Linked DNA regions of Mus musculus: region 1 is linked to region 2. The links are chromatin contacts, called in public HiChIP or PLAC-seq maps. All regions are on one chromosome and are shown on one strand. Each heading gives the region's core, a stretch centred on a gene start, on an enhancer-like site or on the middle of the called end of the contact. The rest is flanking DNA. Distances are from core to core; before and after follow the strand shown.

Region 1 (2,761 bases), core at 167-2,666, 210 kb after region 2:
GATTAATTTCCCCTTCTCCTTCTTTGTTTCCTCCTCTGGGTGGGTTGGTTTCCTTTCTGATGGGATTAACTTCCCCTTCTCCTTCTTTGTTTCCTCCTCTGGACGGGTTGGTTTCATTTTTGCTGTGATTAACTTCCTTGTCTCCTTCTCTGGTTCCCCCTCTAAACTAGCTGATTCCTCTTCTGGAGTGATTAACTTCTCCTTTGTTTCCATCTCTGGGTGGGTTGGTTTCCTTTCTGATGGGATTAATTTCTTCTTCCCCTTCTTTGTTTCCTCCTCTGGATGGGTTGGTTTCATTTTTGCTGTGATTAACTTCTTCTTCTCCTCCTTTGTTTCCCCCTCTGGTTCTTCCTCTGGTTCCTCCTCTGGTTCCTCCTCTGGTTCCTCCTCTGGCTCCTCCTCTGGTTCCTCCTCTGATTCCTCCTCTGGTTCCTCCTCTGGCTCCTCCTCTGGTTCCTCCTCTGGTTCCTCCTCTGGCTCCTCCTCTGGTTCCTTCTCTGGACGGATTGACTTCTCTTCCTCTGTGATTAACTTTAACTTTCCCTTCTCCTTTGTTTTTTGCTCTGGTTGCACTGTTCTCTCTTTCTTTGTGATTAACTTCTCCTTCTCTGGTTCCTTCTCTGGACTGGTTGGTTGCTTTTCCTCTATGACTAACTTCCCCTTCTCCTTTGTTTCAGTGAACTTCATCAATCTCTTTTTGTCTTCGAGCTTTGTCAACTCCTTTTTGTCTTCAATTATTTCCTGTTTTCTTTTGCCTTGTTTTCTTGCTGTCACTTTAGGCTTCTTTTTCTCTAAGATCTCGTGACTGTCTAAGATATCTGTCTTCTTTGTCTTGTCTTTTGGAGAAATATCACGTTTCTTCTGAATGCTTATTCCCTCTTGATCTGCAGCTGTTGTCACTTCCCCCTTGATAGCTCTTTTAGGCACCTTTCTTTTACGAACAGGTCGTTCCTGCTTGGCTGCCTCAGGTTCTTTTGGTTGTGTATATGAGAGCCTTCTCCAGGGACATAGGTCTGTGAAGAAATCCCAGCTGGGTTGGTCAGTAAGCACCATATCGGCGAAGTCCTCCAGTTCTTTCCCCAGATCCCTTTCCATCCCTGGATGAGAAGTTGCTATTCTTGAAGTGACAAGGTGGCAAATATCCTCTCGCCAAGACTTCCTCTCTTGGTGAGAGATCATACGCCCGGGAGTCCCTCCTATTCCACGACTTTTTTTAATCCCCATGTCTTTGTCTAGCTCAGTAGGAGGTGGTAATTTCTTTTGGAGTTTTCTAAGTGCTTCTGAAGTACCCTCTTTTGACTCCTCTTGTTCTATGTTTTCTTTTTCCGTTTTCCAAGGCTTCTTTAAGTAAGTCTGGGTTTTTGGCTTAAGGGCCACATCCTTGTCTGTGGCTCCCAGGGTTGCCAAGGCCTCTTCTTCCAAGGCCTCTTTGGTTCCCAAGATCTCTTCAGCTCCCAAGATCTCTTCAGCTCCCAGGGCCTCTTTGGCTCCCAAGGCTCTTTTGGCTGCCAAGGTTCCTTTGACTCCCAAGGCTCCTTTGTCTACTAATTCCTCTTTGACTTCTGTTGCTTCCTGGGTTTCTTCCTGGATTTTGTCAGAGCCAAGAGGCAGCTCTGGCATTAGGGAACCATCCTTGGTGTCAACTTGCACAATTCTCCTGCCCTTTCTTGGTTCCGCTGCAATCTCTAAAATCTCCTTTTGCAAGTCTGTCTTTTTGCTTCTCTTGGATATCTTCAGGGTTCTTCTAACTGTGGGATATTTGGAGAAAAATAGTAAGAAACTGTGGAGGTTGTGAGGTTTTCTGTGATAGCTAGTTTAGTGAACTTTAAGTAGAGCTACTAAGGCAGAGAGGACTGATGCGTTAGAGTTTATAAATGGTTTTATCCATGCTTTGACCTTGGCATTTGTTTCTGGGGAGCTTGCTTGGGGAGACTGCTTTCTGTGAGCCAGACCCTCCCACTTCCCTGGGCTGCTTTTTATGTCCTTTTGCCTTATTAGCCCCAGATAGGTCCCACCCATCACCCCATGACCATCCCATAAATACCAATCTTCCTGGTCTTGTTCTGAATGTGTTTCCTTCTTTTCTTCAGCCCATCAACCATTTTAGAGCCTGGCACAGACATAAGTGATTCTTTGACAGCCATCTCCAGGTCCTTCTCCAAATCAATAGAAAAGCGAAGGGAGCCAGCTCTGTTTGACAAGCTCAGGTCTTCATTTAGCCGCTCCTTTATACAGCCATGCAAGTCCTGCAAGTCATGTGCCTGAACCTTCAGTATGTCACTTAGAGAAAAATCATCTGCCACTTCTTCGCTATAAAAGTAATGAAGAAAGGAAGACAATTCTGAGCAGTGGGTAAGACAACATTTTAAAAGAAGGTGTGGGGCTGGTGGTGGCAGTGGTCTTAGTGCGCGCCTTTAGTTCCAGCACTCTGGAGGCAGAGGCAGGATCTCTGTGAGTTTGAGGCCAGACTAGTCTACAGAGTGAGTTCCAGGACAGCCAAGGTACACAGTGAGATCTGGTCTTGAAGAAAAGAAAAAAAGAAATAGAAAGAAAATGAGAGAATGAGAGAGAGAGAGAGAGAGAGAGAGAGAGGGAGGGAGGGAGGGAGGGAGGGAGGGAGGGAGGGAGGGAGAGAGAGAGAGAGAGAGAGAGAGAGAGAGAGAGAGAGAGAGAGAGAGAAAGAGAGGAGTTTTGCTCTTAAGAGCACTGGCTGCTCTTCCAGAGGACCTGAGTTTGGTTCCCTGAACCCACATGGTGGCTC
Region 2 (3,023 bases), core at 508-3,007:
TGCAGTCCTCTGAAGCCTGCAGTCCAGCCGGAGCTTGCTAAGTGCTCTAGCCCTAGCCCTAGCCCTGCCATTTCTCACCGGCACCCCCAAGAGATGCATCGGCCGCCGCCGCCGCTGCTCCAGTGCCACACAAGAATGACCAGTGTAGCCTGGAGAGGCCCTGAGTTCAATTTCTAGCAGTCGCACCGTGACTCACAGCCATCTATGCTGGGATCTGATGTTGCAGATCGAACACTCATATACATAAAATAAATAAATCTTAAATAAAAACAAAACAAAAAACCCGAAAAGTGTAGGGGCTTGAGGAAATGCCTCAGTGGTCCCTCCAGCCACCACCTCAATCATTTAAATACATGCTCGTCCTTGACCAATCACACATCAGACTTTAGCAGACATATTTCCGTATTAGAGAATCCTAAGAAAAACAGGACATCTAAATGTATAGCACGTGGGTGCTACATAACCATAGAACCGCAGGCGCTGCGCACTCAAAGAGGAATCCTGATTAAGTCTCTGCCCACTGAAAATGCAGGGAAATTCTCAGACCCAAAGCAATGAATAGTTCGCTTTTTTTTTTTTTTAAAGACAGGGTCTCAATGTAACCCAGGCTGGCCTTGAACACTTGGTCCTAGTGGAGTGGCAGTGACACCACTCACAGTTGAATAAAACATTTTCACAAACGTCTTTCAAAGGGAAGGAAATTAAAAAAATCCATACTCAAAACAACAACAACAACAACAGCAAAAACAAACAAACAAAAAACCAAAAACGAAAAACAAAAACTCAAGCATTTCACAGGAACACAGAAGTTCTAGAAACTCACACATAATCTCTGTTTTAAACAGAAGTAGTAGCTGCTGGCTTCTAGGGTCTCTTCTGAAGACTGGCAGACACTCCAGGCCTTGTTTCTTTTCTTTTCTCTTCTTTCCTTCTTCTTCTCTTTTCTTTTTCTCTCTTGCAACCCAACGTTAGGCAGTAGAGAATGACCTTGAGCGCCTACTCCCCCTGCCTCCACCTCCCAAATCCCGAGAAGTCAGGTGTATGCCACCACGTCCTCTGGCCTCACCCCTACGCTTTTCTGAAATTGATCAGAATCCCCTTCCAAGCTTCAGGGCTCCAGGCTGACCCCATCCGTATGATCCCAGCAAGCGAGATAGACTACAGCAGCCCACAGTCACCCGTGCCCGAGTTTGCTGCTTCGGCCACTCTGCTTCACCAGTTACCAGTCCGGGGCTGCCCAGCCTTAGGTCCGAGGTGTCCCCCGGTTCTCTGCTCCCCAGGCCCGCCGGGAATCTAAGGTTCTGCACAGGGTATCTCCACCGTGCAAGTCGCGGCCCCCGCCTTCCCTCTCGGTCCTTGTCCACAGCCAGGCCGGGGTTTAGGTGCAGCGCGTCAGCACGGCAGCTGTACCCACGAACGGGCCACCTGAGTCCCAGGGGTCCTCAGAGCGGGTCCCCGGAGAAGAGCGTAGGCCGCACGAGACCGGGGACCACCCAGCTGACGGGTATCCCGGGAGGGTGGGTTGCCAGCGCGGTCAGCGCTGCAGCGGCGGCACCAAAGTGCTACGGACGGGACCGTGGTACTGAAGGCTCTGGGACATCAGATCTCAAGCCTGAGAGTCCGACTGCCACTAGCTTCTTTGACTAGGTTCTGGGCTTCCAGCCCCGCGGAGGCTGCGAGCCAGGCCCCTAGCTCTTGGTCAGGGGAAGGGGGTTGGAGGTGGGGCTGTGTGTGTCTCTTTCTCGCTGCTTCAATGCGCATGCGCACAAGGGAGCCGCAGGGAGGCGGGGAGCCTTCGGTAGCATCTTGTGCAGGCCTGGACAGAGGGAGTTTGGTTCCAGGATCCAGGATTGGGCAGAAATGGCCAAGTCTTTAGGCCTACAGCAGTAGCTCTGGCGTTGAACAAACTAACCCCCAGATGCTTTGAGGTCCAGCGTGGAGCGTTGGCTGAACCACTTATACTAGTTTGGGCATCTATTGTTTGTTTTTAAAGCTGTGGTCTCTCTAAATGACCCTGGTTTTCTCTGTGGACACCAGGCTGACTTTGAAATTGAAGTGATTCTCCAGTAAGCTTCCTGAATGTGGACATTAACGGCACACACCACCACACCCCCGCCCTCTACCTGAGTTTTTTCTTTTTCTTTTCTTTTTTTTTTTAACCAGTTTTTCTTTCTTCTTAAATCTCTATTTGAGACAAACTCTCTCTATGCAGCCCTTGCTAGCCTGGAATCTGTGTAGACCAGGCTAGCCTGGAACTCTGAGATCCACCTGCCTTTGTTTCCGTGGTGCTGGAATTAAAGGTGTGCACCACCACTTCGGACGTGGTTTTCTTTTAACAAAGCAGGCTTGAGTTTTTGTTGTGGCTGTTGTTTTGTGGGTTTTTTGTTTGTTTGTTTGTTTTGTTTTGTTGTTGGTTTTTTTTTTTTGTTTTTTCGAGACAGGGTTTCTCTGTATAGTCCTGGCTGTCCTGGAACTCTGTAGACCAGGCTGACCTCAAACTCAGAAATCCACCTGCCTCTGCCTCCCAAGTGCTGGGATTAAAGGCATGCGCTACCACCACCCGGCTTTTTATTTTATTTTATTATTTTAGGCTTGGGGTTTTAGGCTTTAGCATGAGGAGAGGGGCTCCGAATGACGGCACCTGAAATCGCAGTATGGGCTTCTCTGAAAGAATAATCGATTGGGTTTTCATGTTATTCTTATGTTCTTGTGGTGGTTTGAATAGGTATGGCCCCATAGATTCATGCATTTGTATGCTTGCCCATGCCAAGTAGTGATTTTATGTGTGGCCTTATTGGAGGAAGTGTATCATCACCGTAGAGGCGGGGCTTTGAGGTCACATATGCCCAAGGTACACCACATCTGCCTGCAAGCCTCCACCTTTCCCGCAGGACGATGGTGGACTGAACCTCTGCAAGCCAGCCCCTATTAAATGTTTTCCTTTATAAAAGTTGCCCTGGTCATGGTGTCCCTTCACGGCAATAAAACCCTAAGAGAGTTATGTTAGAAAGAGCTTTCCTTTA

What was found. HiChIP or PLAC-seq counts read pairs in DNA pulled down with a chosen protein or histone mark.
Region 1: an H3K4me3 HiChIP or PLAC-seq map of embryonic stem cells shows a contact between it and region 2, with 32 read pairs. The contact joins the enhancer-like site here to the promoter of Zfp30 in region 2. A contact is called at or near these places in 7 of 39 promoter capture datasets (the 3T3-L1 cell line, the C10 cell line, cranial neural crest and 4 more) and 2 of 115 datasets of contacts at active chromatin or transcription factors (both in embryonic stem cells).

Annotation. Positions count from the first base shown.
Region 1 is chr7:29,573,471-29,576,231 of GRCm38.p6, reverse strand. It overlaps 4930432E11Rik. Among named protein-coding and RNA genes, the nearest start is that of Gm38982, 19 kb to the right of the region's middle. Within about 2 kb of position 1,416, at least 12 of the 459 cell types and tissues checked have an H3K27ac peak or open chromatin away from gene starts, as enhancers often do.
Region 2 is chr7:29,782,702-29,785,724 of GRCm38.p6, reverse strand. It overlaps Zfp30 (zinc finger protein 30), which reads right to left and starts at 1,757. Exons shown (of 5, transcript NM_001360208.1): 1 at 824-1,757.